Linked DNA regions of Mus musculus: region 2 is linked to region 1. Evidence: chromatin contacts called from public promoter capture Hi-C data. All regions are on one chromosome and are shown on one strand. The core of a region is the stretch at or near the end of the contact, and the rest is flanking DNA. Distances in the headings are between cores, read along the strand shown. Region 1 holds the start of Myo7a (myosin VIIA). Region 2 holds the start of Acer3 (alkaline ceramidase 3).

Region 1 (6,681 bases), core at 1,323-3,822:
TATTGCAGACCAAGACTGCAGTCAAGAAGGGAGGGTGAGCCTCACGATCTTGGGTCTCAGGGCCTGACATAGGGGTCTTAGCTCAGCCATATCCCTCTGAGGCACAGGGCGAGCAGGGACCAAGTAGCAGACGAGTCGATGCTTCACCTGGCATCTAGCCACTGCCTCCCACTTCTAGCAGAACTGGGTCAGCAGCCCTGTTCTTGCTTCCTCTCTCTTAAGCTAGGCCAGGCTGGCTCCTGGCTGTGAAGGAACTTCCGGTCCCCAAGAAGCCTTGAAGACTGGACAAGGGAGGACAGGGTGGAGCAGGGATAGCCGTGGCTTCATTTATCGTTTGCACCCAGGAGGCCTTGTAGTCTTCCAATTGCAGGAGATCAGCCCTACAGTGTATTCTACGTGAACCAACAGGGCCTGGCCTTCACTCCTCCAGGCCACAATGCCCTGGGGTCAAGGGAAAGGAACTCTGTTATCTTCTCAGAATAAATATTACTGCCGCTCTAGAGGGATCTGTCTGTTTCATTTTTCCCGTACCCCGCACCCCCCCACACACAAGGGTAAAGACAGAGGGCACAATGGGTAGCTGACCTCTGGTCAGAAGGATGAGCAAGGAAGGCCTTGGGAATCACAGATAAAAGCTGGCCTTGCTGGTTACCTAGTGAGTCAGAGCCCAGCTCTGTGGAATCCTTCAGGTTCCCTGCTTCCAGTCAGTGTGGGGCTGGCTTTGCTGAGCTCTGCCCATCTCAGGCCCTGGGGACATGGGGGCACACAGTTCCTGCTCTGCAGCAGCCTTCCAGCAACTGGGGAAAATGTACAAATCATGTCTGATCGAAGTACTGTAGTGTCCTTGATAAGCAGTGTCCCTAGGAGCTGACTCTTAGTCTCTGAGTTCAAGATCTGTGCCCTGTTCTAGTGGAGAGGAGAGACTTACATGCAGGCCACAGACGGAGGTGGCAGAGCAGAGATCCTGGGAAGGTGCGGTAGCTAGAGCTAGGAATTTATGGGCAGGGCCACGGGTAGAAGCTGGGTCGGGTTGTGGAAAACGAAATGATGGAATACGACGATAGATTGGATTTGAAGGGGCGAGGGTTGTATGAACTAAGACCAGTTCTGCAGTGGTTCAGATGTGGTGCCCTTAAGAGGCTCAGGTGCCAGAAACCAGTGCCCCTTCTGGATAGGGCAGAAAACAGGCAGAACCTGGAGAGGTACGGTGGAGCATGAGGTGGTAAGGACACACACCATCTCAGGTGGTTTGTTTTGGGGAAAACAAGCATGGATTTCTAGGTTTCTCCGATCGGGTGACCTGCTTAGCCGAGTTTGGGTGCTGAGGAAATGTCTCCGTTATGGTTCTGAGACCACTTTCTCACCCACCCACTGCCTTCCCAGCATGCACCTCAGCCTCAACGAAGCACACCTGCCCCAGTTGCCGCCTTGTCGATTGGGCTCTGGATGCTCCAACCTGTGTCTCTCCCACTCTGTGTAGGCTCATGCTACTCACCTGACTCATAAGTATCAGTTTCGTAGGTGAAGGCTGCGTTGGGTGCAAGTCAACCTTGGACCCTGGTCTCACTGTGGCACCCTGGTATGAGGAAGTTGACCGGCTTTTCCTTAGTCTTGTAGCAGTTGGCTGTGCCCAGCAGGTGGCACCATTGCACCATTGATTCTCCCCACTCCATACCACTATAGATTCCACCCCACCCTATTCCCCTCCCCACCTTAACCCACCCACCCCCACCGAAAAGCAGCTTTCCTGAGTAGATGTCCCAGCTGGCAAGTGTGGGCAGAAGAAGGGGCCAGGTCTCAGGAGGAGGAGGAGGAGGAGGAGGAGGAGGAAGAGGAAGAGGAGTCCTTCAGCCTCCTTCCTCATCTACCATGATGAGTATTTGTGTCCTGTTCATTCCCACCCACTCCCTTTTTTAAATCACACATTTAAATCACACACACACACACACACACACACACACACACACACACACACACACACCGGGTAAGTCTGTCCTGCGTGAGGTGGCTCCTACTCAGGTGGCTTTGCAAACTGTCTGGATAACAGCACACTCAAGACTCCTAGGACAGGCTGTGGGGGCCAGTTGTAGAGCCTGGGGGTGGGGTGCATCTTGGGGAGTCCTGGTTTGGATGTTGTGTCCAGCCAAGGCTCCAGGTATTGCCAAGCCTGCTCATTTATATGGTCTCTAGTAGTGCCCTGACGAGGGAAGCTGGGTGAGCAGGGGAGGCTACTGGGAACTGAGACCCAGCAAAATCATGAGGAAGATGGGACGTGATCAGGTGTCCTAACCATGCAGAGATGGCAGGTAGTAACACATGTGACAAGAGACCCTGAGGTCCTGATGGTTGGCCCCAGGCCCGAGGTTCCCACTGGCCAGCAGTGCCCCCTGGAGCTTCTATGCCTTGCATCCCTGCTGGTTAGCTTTACACAGCACCTTGGGCAACCTCTAGACGTTAGTCAGCAGCCCCAGCACAGCCCGCCCCTCATGCTGATGTCACCACATCCAGACCTTCGAGGCCCCCAGGGCTCCGCCTCCTGGGAGAAGGCTTTGGAGGGAGAGGGCGGGTGGCAGTGCAGGCTGGACAGCTGCCCTGAACAGAAAGAAAGAGTGACCCAGGGAGACAAGAAACAGAGTAGCCCAAGGGAAGCCCACAGCAGCAGCAGATCAAGGCTCAAGCTGGAGCTGAAAATTTGCAGGCTCCAGCCTCAGCTTCCAGAGTCCTCCTGACCTGTGACCCCTGGCTCCTGGCTGGGAGGTGGTGACTCGGAGGGTGTGGATAAAACCCAGGTAAGGATGGGCTGCCCTGGCTGGAACTTTTGGACTGGGGAGGAGTTACAGGCTGGGGCCTCCTCTGGAGCCTCTGCCCTTAGGTTCCTGGGACTGGACTCCCCTGAACCTACAGGGGCCTTGCCACCATAGGCATGGAAAGAAAATGCCCCGAGCCGTGCACATGGAGGCTTATGCCCTAGATGAGGGAATAGCTGAAGAGCACAGGGCCTGTGGAGTTGTTTCCGGGTTGGAGCTGGGTCAGGGGTATCCAGAGGCAGGGGTGAAAGATGGGAGTGGAGGCTGGGGGGGCAAGTGTGGATGCCTCTCTCTGCTTGGTCTTTTGGTCATCTCCCTGATAATCTATCTCTCCTTGCACACGTTGTTTCTTCTTTGTGTGCCTTACATTCTCTATCCGTGACCCAAGAACATGAAGGTTACCATCTGGGGTTGCCCAGGGGTCAAGGTAAAATCAGTTGTGGGTCTAGGGAAAAAAACAAAACAAAACAAAAAACTATGGTTCTTTGTTCTCAATTTGAAAAGCAACAGTCTTACACACTAGTCTAGTCTGGGATGGAGAGGTAGAGCCTCATGCATGGGGTAGAAGAGACCTGAGCTTTTCCATGGGTCTTCAGCTCTACCCTCCAAGTCTACAGTCCCAGTCTGTCCTGCAGCCTTGTACCAGCATGAGTGAGGCAGGGGCCAGGCAGCCTCTTCAGACGCCAGCTCTCATAACTACTGCTGCTGCCTTTGGGATTATCCCCCTGCCAGGACCCCAGCGTGGTGTAGGTCTCCCGAAGGACCATATGCCCATAGAGACCCAGGGCGTGGGGTCAGGGCTCAGGTGTCAGGCAGTGTCGTGGGCAGAGGATCAGATGTCCCAGTGCCTCTGAATGGACCCTTGTGAAAACTTAATGCTCACTCGAGGGGCAGGCCAGGCAGGGATGGAGGGGCCTCACACCAAGACCTATGGGCTGGGGCTGCTTCTGGTGACCACACTCGAGGCAGCAAATCCATCTCGAGCCTATTCCTGGGTCCAGCTCTGTGCTGGATGAGGTAAGAGATGAGGGCCACGAACAGGTGTTAGATCATTCTGCCATGTGTCCTAAAACTCCTAAAGCAGTCCTGAACCAGGAGCAGAGTCCAAATCTTACTTAGTGCCAAGTCTTCCCTGCCCTGCTGTGTGACCTTGGGTAAGAGATAGTCCTTCTCTGAACTTTGGGCAGCCTCAGGACATTAGTCCCTGTCCCAGCACAGCCCACCCCTCACGCTGATGTCTGGTACAGGGCTGACTACACTCCTTTCAAAGCCCTTTGGGATGACGAGGGCAGCTTTGGGCAGTGGAGGTGGTGACGGTAACTGAGGCTCTGGTCACATAGACTGAGCTTTAATCAGAAGGATGGAAACCAAGAAAGATTTCCGTGAGGGAGGAGGGGTAGGGGTGGGGTTGGGGAGGAGTCTAGGTGGCCCTGCAGATCCAAGCTGCCTGGGCTCAGGGCGTGCCATGGTCTCTTCCCACAGAGCTGTGTCTGGTCACTCCGGCAGGTGTGCTGACGTAGAAGCATGGTTATTCTGCAGAAGGTGAGTGCGTCTCCTCTCTCTCAGAGCTGCAGAGGGCCATGCTGGGTACCTCACATCCCACCCTGCATGTCCTCCTCTCTATGTGCTTAGCCATTGGAAACGGATTCCAGTTCTTCCTCTTGGCAAACTCCTACTTAGTCTTCAGAACCCAGCCGTGAGAATTCCCACCTCTGCCACCACGGCTTCTTTGGTTGCTGACACGTGTCTCTGGGCAGGAGTGATGATTCATCCCCCAGTCCCAGACATTCCAGACAGAGGAAGCACATGCAACGGCCCCAGTGTAGAAGGTCTTTGGGGAAGCAGTTAGCAAGTTTGCTTAGGGGGGACCTGGGCAGAAGTGAGTCAGGGTGACAGGGCCCAAGCTGGAGCTCCCCAGGGAAGAGGCACAGGTGCTGCCCATCAGCTGAGCCTTCCAGGCCCCCTACTCCCCAGAGCCATTCTGGTCTCTGACCCTCAGCCCTTCCCCGTGATCAGCCTGAGACTCATGAACTTCTTGGTCTCCAATGTGGGAGCCAGGAATGTAGGCAGTGCGCCAGATGGGCCGGGCACAGAGCCTTTGGGCTGAGAAGCCGGGTGCTACTGGGGCTCAGCCACGAGTTTCCTGTTGTCTCAGGCTATGAGAGGCCAACGGAGCAGCCTGGCTGGAAACCCCAAGGCTGCACAGGGCCCATGTGTTAAAGGCAGGCTATAGCTCTAGATCAGGAAAAAATTCAGGGACTGAAAGCTTGCTTGATGGCCCATCAGAGAAAGCCAAAGCCAGGCTAAAAGGGGCTGATGGGTGGTGATTCACACAGACACCCCCCAGAAGGAGGATCCAGGGTCCCCACAGGCCTCAGGGGTGTTCCCCAGAGCCTCTACCTGACTGGACTTCTTTTCCCCTGGACTGTTTGCTTCTGACTATCTGTGAATGGTGGCAAGCTTCGTCTTGCAGGGACTGTTTTGGTAGTGGATCTTTAAGTGAATGGTGGCTCTACCCATTTTCAAGTGGGACATACCTTTCTATTACATCTCTCATCCTCCACGGTGCCCCGGCCATAGGTGCTGACCGGCTCAGCAGGCTCTGGATTTGGATGATGCTGGGGGGGACCTTGAGCTGCCCATCCAGGTCCCTTCTGACCTGTGCTGTAATCCCTGAACTGCCAGACTCTGTTGCCTTTTCTGCCTGCCGCTCACTCCTGCCGGTCTCACCCTCTGCTCCCTCCCCTGACCTTTGCTTCCCCCTCCTGCTGCCTACATCCTCCCAGGCCTCAGCCTATTTTTGGGGAGACTCTTTGCTCCAGTGACCCTGGAGATCATGTCTCCTCTGAATTCCTGGACCCGAATAGAGTACTAGAAACAAGGGTAGCCTCCTCTTGCTCCTCAGCTTCCCTGCTGGGAACCAGGCCCCTGTGACTTGGGGTTGGGTACCGAGGGTTGCCCAGCTAAGAGCACCATTTAGATGCAAGAGCTAAGCTGGACTCCTGGCCTTGGCTTTCCATCTATGAAGCTGTAGGCTAATTGCTGCCATCACTTTGCAAAGGGCTGATGGTAGGAGGGTTGAGAGTATCATGTCCTGCTAATAGAACTGTCCAGCCTCGGCTTAGCATAGAAGTCCACAGAGGTCAGCTGCCACATACCTTCTGATAACGGTGCTGTGCCGTGTTCCCGTGCTTTTTTTCTCTTACTTTATTTAAGATGAGGAAATCCCAGGAGACCTCAGAGGATCCGATGGTGCTTTTTCCATGTGCAGGTTGCCCTCCCGTGGGAATATGTATTGCAGGTCATTCATTCAGTTTCTCTCCTTCCTTCTGTACCTCAGCCTTCCTGAACCACAGATTCAACTCACTCATCTTCATTCCTCCCTTCAAATCCAGCCTTCCTGAGCCACGACAGGGTGCCAGGCACATAGGACACGTGCACGACAGTGGGCTAATTCCTCAAACTCCGCTACTCCCAGAAAACCTTTTGCTTTGTGAAGGGTTCCAACTGGCCAGGCATGGCATCTGTGGTTGTCATCCTAAGTGATTCGGTGAAGCTATGGGGTGGGAACTCAGTCTATTTCCCACACGGGAAGAAACTGAGGTTCCAGCAGACTCACTGAAACATAATCTGGGCAGGCCCGGACATGACAGGAACAAGGAGCTGATGGAGAGACAGTTGTCAAGGAAAGGAGGCCTGGGGAGGGGCACAGGGACCGGGGCGGGGGGTGCGGGGAGGAGAAGCCAGACTGTCCCTGGGTGGCGTTGCAGGGTAGAGACTTTTTGTGGAGAAGCCTGCTGCCAGTCTGGGCACACCCTTTGTCTTCATGGCCTTATGAGTTAGACAGAATCCCTAGGGAGTCTTAGGGTATCTG
Region 2 (6,681 bases), core at 2,984-5,483, 190 kb before region 1:
CAGCTTCCGATGTGCCTTCTGCCCTTGCCCTTCCTCCCACTGCTGATCACAATTGGATGCTGAGACAAGCAGCAGCTATCCTGTGCATGGGGCTCAAAGCTTTAGAGTAAGAACTAAAGACATTCTGCATTGGGCAGATGAGCTAGGAACTTGGACCCTCTACTACTTGATGAAAAAAAAATCCTTTCTTTAGTTAAGATGCTGGAACAATTCTTTCATTTGATGTCATTTCTAGCAAAATATGATCTTAATTGGTTCAAGAGCTAAAGCCCTGGATACAGATGTGGGTTGGAGATTGAGATCCAAGCCAGTATGGAGGTGGTAACTGACAGCTGTGTGGCAGATGTAAAGAATGGGCACTTAGAGATACACACCTGTAAATGGTCCTTTCAAGTTCAGGGACTGAGAGGGCAGGCTCCTAGGTGATGTTGAAAGGAGGCGTGCCTCTTCCTAGGGCAGGAATTCTTAGGTTATTTTGATATTGTTGACATTTCTATCATCTCACTCAAAATGAAACAATCCATTTGGGGTTAATCAGTGACCCCTTGACCCCGGGACATTATTTTGTTATCATATTCAAGGTGCTTAAGCAAAGCTTTGCTGGCTCTGGTCCTGTGTAGTGATTACCTCCCAGCTGGCACATGTGGGGCTCAGGTGCTGATCTGGAAACCTCTGCTCCCCTTTGTTTCTCATGAATCAATGAGCCCTGGGTTTCCCGCCTGAAAAGCTTGTGGAAGAAAAGCTGGTGGAAGAGCAGCCTGGGGCTATGGTGCAATTTAATGAGACCTAGACAGTCTTCATTGAAGTTATTGCCACAGCCCTTCGACTTGCCTGATTTTCCTCCCCTCCAAACCTGGAAACATGACCTGCCTATCACAGACGTTTGGACATTCACCTCACCATTCCCCCTGCCCACTTTGTTTTTGCTGGGATGCACACAGTAAGGGTGCATCAGGCCAGAGCTCTCAATCCTTTGGCTGATGGTCATTCTTCCCCTGCCCCCACCTCTGCACACAAGCACAGCACTCTAAGTGCCTCCTTCTGTTTGCCTTTCTCTTGCCCTTTCAAGCCCTTGCATGTTGTTTTCTTGCCCAGAAATGTCTCTCCACACATTCTCTTACAGACTGTCCAACTCATAGCACCCAGAGTCAATTTCTGCTTTGCCCAGCAGATGGGAATGGCTAGCGCCCAACTCTTCATCTTGTCCCTCCCCCTTAACCCTTTCTTAAAGTTGCTTACAAATCCTACTGAGTTCTATATGTCGAGGATCTGGGAAATGTGTTCTTCATCAATAGTGTGTTTCACCAGTTCAAGAGCTTCAGGTCTTGCCCAGTTATGTTGATCTGCCCTTCCTCCAACAAACGTATCCCATCAATGTTATCTGCCCTCCCTTCAGAAATGTATCCACATCAATGTTATCTGCCCTTTTTTTGGCAAATGTACCTACATCAGGTTCTTGCTTAAGATTCTTTGGGCTTCAAATGGAATTGTTCCTACAGATCTGCCAGGCCTTATTTCTCCATACCAGGTGGAAAGTGAACCCACCACAGTGCTGGTCCTTAGCCTACAATCTCCTTGTCAGCTCAGCTCAGACCTCCTTCCTCTGAGCTCCTAGAGGACCAGCTAGGCACAAGAGATACAAACGTGACCCTCTCATTAGATTGCCTAGGGTCCCAGCTATTATCCAGGTGTCCTAGGGAGGTAATTTTAGTTCGCCAGGTCAGTTTCAGCATATTGATCAAAACAGTACTTGAGTTATAGGACTGTTAGATTTCAAAATTATTTAGGAGCAGGGTGCGTTAGGTACTAGGGTTGTTACAGCCATTTGGATCCATGGGATATGTAAGTCTGCTTTGAACTCTTCTATTGCCTATCACACTATCTGATAGGTGATAGATGTTTATTAAGCATTTGTTACAATACTAGTTTGGTAGCTTCCCTCGTTAGGGTGTCTTGTTGCGTTTCATTTTGGCAGTTAAAAATACAGAAGTGTTGCTCTCCTACGGTTGCCTTCCCACCCTTGAGCTCAAGTCTTGGTTTCCAGTAGACATCCAGTTCATTTTCGCCAGTTCCCACATAATATGATCTTCTGTGAGTGTTCGTGTGTGTGCTGATACATGTGCATGAGTGTGTGTATGCAGGCCAGAGGTAAACTTCAAGTGTCATTCGTTTTCCATGGAGAGAAACAAAGCAAAACCAAACATACTGCTGAATGGACTTCTTTGTCATTTTGGGAAGTAGTCGTCTGTTGAAAGCTTTCAAAGCTGGGGTTAGTTGAAAAGTGAATATAGGAGCTGAAGAGCAAGCTTAGTGGTTAGAGAGCTGGCTGCTCTTCCGGAGAACCTGAGTTGAATTTCCAGCACCATTTGGCAGCTCACAACTAACTGTAACTCCAGTTGGAGAATTTGATGCCCTCTCTGGTCTCCTTGGGGAATACATGCACAGATACATACAAGCAAAGCACTTACACACACAAAATAAAAAATAAATTAATAAAACATTTTTTGAGACTGTTTCTCTACATAGTCCTGGCTTTCTTAGAGTTCACTCTATAGGCCCAGCTGGGTTTGAACTCAGAGATCTGCCTGCCTCTGCTTTTTGAGAGTGCTGGGATTAAAGGCATGAGCCACCACTGTCTAGCTTAACTAATGTGATATATATATATATATCACATATTTAAAGCAAATACAGATGTACCTTGACTTTCAATGGTTCACCTCTGCTAAACCTATTTGAATGACATCCAATTGTGAATAATGATGCACATCTCTGGCCCCCTCCCCTTTGGTTGCAGCTCACCAGACTCATTTAGAAAATAACAATTGTATATCCCTGTTCTGCACAGTGTGGCCAGGCAGAATCTTGCAGGCTGGCTCACAAAGTATGGGAAGTGTCTCTATTCATGGTGTCATGAGTGTGGGATACGAAGGAAGGACAAAAGGCTCTCAGGTGTGAAAGCCAGGGAGGTCTTCAAGGAGCAAAATTTTAAACAAAAGTGGGAGAGTCGGCATCTTCATAGCAGGGGGAAAGTTTGATGGAGCTGAACACAAAAGGCAGCAGGATGTATCCATTATTTTTTAAGTTTTTACTTCTTCTTCTTCTTCTTCTTCTTCTTCTTCTTCTTATTATTATTATTATTATTATTATTATGCCCCCCCCCCAGTGTGTGTGTGTGTGTAGACACGTGTGCTATGTTGCCTGTACGGAGGTCTGGGGGCAACTTTATGAAGTCGGTTCTCTCCTTGTATTTTACATGGGTTCTTGAGATCAGGTTCAGCCTGCCAGGCTTGCATGGTAAGTGCCTTTAGCCAAACCCGTTGAGCCATCTCACGGACTTTAATAGCCCAGTGTGGAGGTGACAAGGGAGAAAAGCTCACTAAAGAGGCAGAAAATGCTGTGCATGGCCTAAAGGGAAGCCACAGACTTTTTAGTACTTTACTCAGTGTACACGTTTTTTTTTTTTTTTAAGAAAAGATTTGTTTGTTTGTTTGCTTATTTATTTATTTATTTATTTATTTGTTGTATGTGGGTACACTGTAGCTGCCTTCAGACACACCAGAAGAGGGCATTGGTTCTTATTACAGATGGTTGTGAGACACCATATGGTTGCTGGAAATTGAACTCAGGACCTCTGGAAGTCCAGTCAACGGTCCTAACAGCGGAGCCCCTCAGTGTATACTTTTAAAGGATCCTAATACCTGGTTTTTGTTCTGTACATTCTGACTTGTCCCTTTCACTCAGAATGACTTCCTGGGTATCTCTGGAGCTGCCTGGGGGTGTTGTTACTAGTCTCCTCCCTCGTTGGAGGTCCGTGGTCTGAGTTAGACACTGAGGTGTCTCATTGTGCAAGTTTAATCTTGACAGAGAAAGGTTTCTTCTCATTCTTGCCCCAATTAAAACAGACTGCCCTCACACTAATAGAGGCTTGGTCCCATCCTGACGGAAAAGTGGGTCCTGGAAGCCTCCCAACTTACTTCACCCTCACGTCGGGGTCGGCCGGGTTCCCCCCGCCCCTTTCCCTAACTCCTCTGGCTGATAACAACCTCTCCCACTTCTCCGGATTCCCACCCAGGGTCCAAGAGCTACAGATCAGCCCCGCACGATCAGGATGGGTCATTTGCGCCTGCCCCGGGAGCGGTGGGTGGGACTGGGCAGGGAGCGGGACGGGCCAGAGGCTCGGTGGGCGGGGCCTGCCTCTGGGCAGGTTCAGTGACGGCTCTAGCCCCGCCCCTGCCCTTTGGGTAAGGGAGGAGGAAGCCGGAGAGCGCGCTTTGCCTGAGCCGGCCCGAGAGCGGCTGAGCAGGGTGTGTGGGGCGTCAGCGCGATGGCTCCGGCTGTGGACCGCAAAGGCTATTGGGGCCCCACGACCTCCACATTGGACTGGTGTGAGGAGAACTATGTGGTGACCTTGTTCGTCGCTGAGTTCTGTGAGTGGAGCCTGAGGCGAGGGCGCGCGCCGAGGGGAGACGTGTGGGAGAACGCGGAGGGCGAACCTGGCGGCGAGGGTAGGCTCCAGGCCGGGCCCGCGAGCGGCAGCTAGGCGTGCGCGGCCGTGGGAAGCCGGGGAGCCGACGTGGCCGCCAGTGGTGCCTGGACTGGCTTCTGGGGGCCTTCAGGTTGGGGACGAAAGGGACGTACGAGCCGCGCCCGGACCTCGGATGAGAGCGTGAGGCGCGCCGCTGGGAATAGGAGTTCTTACCTGAGCGCGGCCGCTGCCAGGCCGGCCACTGCCCGCCCTGAAGTCGCTCGGGGCTGAGGAGGTCTCTGCCGGGAGGGCCCGAATGCTGCTACCCGGCCTCAGCCAGCCGGGCACAGAGAAGGGGACGCTCACTGGCTTCATCCACCCTCAATCCGGGAATACTCTTCAGGGGCCTTCCCTTCATCTGTCCGTTCTCGGTAGACCACTCACTTCCAGGAGACAGTTACCGTTTCTCAATGCCGGAGCCTCCACCCCCATTCTCACTCCTATTGCCATCCCTACCCGCTGCCTTCTTCTAGAGATCACTGTTCCTCTTGTCCCAGAGGTGGTAGCCAGAGCACCTAGTCACTACTTTCCTCAGCTGCTCTCCCAAGAGACTACCTCTCCCTGCTTCCCCACTGCATCTAGCTTATCAGACTTTCTAGGGGCTAGTGGTCATCTGAGGACACTTATTTCTATGAAAGCACTTTTAGAGTTCACGATTTGCTGCTCCTGGAGACCAGCATTACTAGCCAGATTAGGGTTTTCTCGGGGTGTGTGTGTTTGTGTGTGTGTGTGTTTGTGTTTTCTACATAATTATTCCAACCAGGCAAGAAAGAAATCAGCCACTTCTTCCATCCGCTTTGGTTAGCTTTTGAGAACACGTCCTTTTTTGGTTTCTGGCAAGGAACAGAGAATAGTCTTTGGTTGCTACTGCCTTCTTTTGAATGGATCCACTTTATTAGGCCGTGAGGCAAAACTCTTAGCTAACGTTCTGTACTTAAGTTCTTTTGGAGGACGAGTTTCAGGCCAGATGAGAAAGTCTTGTAGTTTTTCAGGACGTTAGTCCCATGCCCTTGAGGCCATGATTTAGGCTGAGTGTCAGAACCACTAGTTTAAATAAATAGTTTTTATACAGTAAAGGAGAAAATGGGCAAAGGGGATCATTTATAGGGTAATTACTTGGCAACCCAAACATTGGCAAAGGAAGCACTTTGCCTGTTAGTTTTTAGACAGTTTTGGCAAGAATACCAGAGGCTCATGACCGCCAGGGAGACTTAAAATCATGTTCTTTAAGTTGGAAGTATGTAGCTTTTTATTTTTTTTTCTCTTGGGGTCTTCAAATATTGGATGGGCTTGGAGTTCATTCACTTTCTCTAGATTGTAGAATTAGGTGCAGTGGATAGAATAAAATAACTGCAAGGGGAAAGATTTTTGTTTCATAAGACAAAACTTTCTAAGCAGTGATATTGGCATGGGACAAGTTGGCATGGGGGTAAGAGCAAGAGCCATTTGTCATTGAAAGTGCTAAAATAGCCATCGCTCACTTAAGTCATTTATTTTAGGAAGGAATCGTGTAGTAAAGGTACTAGCCTTTTGCAGTTTTATTAATCTACATTAGTAATAAAAACTTTTGGTTTAGAACCAAGGTTTTAGATTAGAATCAAAAGAGAAAACTGGCAGTTGAGTCATGTGAGAACAGTTGAACTGTGAGAGAGGAAGATACTAGTGTTTTGTCAAATAGCTCTGAGAAATGGGAAATGGTTTACTTCTTCATGTCCTCAGAAAAGGAAACTAAGTAGACTGTAGGAAGGTTTAGACATAGCAATCAAAGGGGTTGCATGAAGAGGGTAAATGGATGTGTTGGCAACTACTACCTTGGGAGAAGATGACCTGAAGGAAGTTGAGACAGATTATCTGAGCATATAACATAGTGGTAGATATCATTATTTGGAGTGTGAGGATTTAGCCTTTGAATATAGTATGCAGATTTAAAAGGCTGAGTGTGTTGGCACATGCCTACAATTCCAGCACTTAGTGGCAGAAACAGGAAAATGAGGAGTTCTAGAGCAGGCTCTGCTCTATGAAACACTTTCTCAAAACAAAATAAGCAAGCAAGCAAAGGGTGATTAATAATACTGTGTATTCCCGACAAGTGTAGTTCTAGCACGTTTACATTAATGAGTTTTAATGATAGTATTATCAAGGATAGCAATAGTTAT

The links. Promoter capture Hi-C pulls out the DNA fragments that hold promoters and counts their contacts.
Region 2: a promoter capture Hi-C map of 3T3-L1-derived adipocytes shows a contact between it and region 1, with 3 times the contacts expected there. The contact joins the promoter of Acer3 here to the promoter of Myo7a in region 1. A contact is called at or near these places in 5 of 39 promoter capture datasets (3T3-L1-derived adipocytes, the HPC-7 cell line, HPC-7-derived erythroid cells and 2 more), 1 of 484 Hi-C or Micro-C datasets (the HPC-7 cell line), 3 of 115 datasets of contacts at active chromatin or transcription factors (CD8 T cells, memory CD8 T cells and pancreatic cancer cells) and 3 of 9 other capture datasets (adipose tissue, liver and pancreatic islet).

The regions. Positions count from the first base shown.
Region 1 is chr7:98,115,384-98,122,064 of GRCm38.p6, reverse strand. Myo7a (myosin VIIA) reads left to right here and starts at 2,572. Exons shown (of 49, transcript NM_008663.2): 1 at 2,572-2,789; 2 at 4,290-4,349. The coding sequence starts at 4,332. It overlaps Capn5 (calpain 5), which reads left to right. Exons shown (of 13, transcript NM_007602.4): 13 at 1-506.
Region 2 is chr7:98,307,094-98,313,774 of GRCm38.p6, reverse strand. It overlaps Acer3 (alkaline ceramidase 3), which reads left to right and starts at 4,233. Exons shown (of 11, transcript NM_025408.3): 1 at 4,233-4,427. The coding sequence starts at 4,325.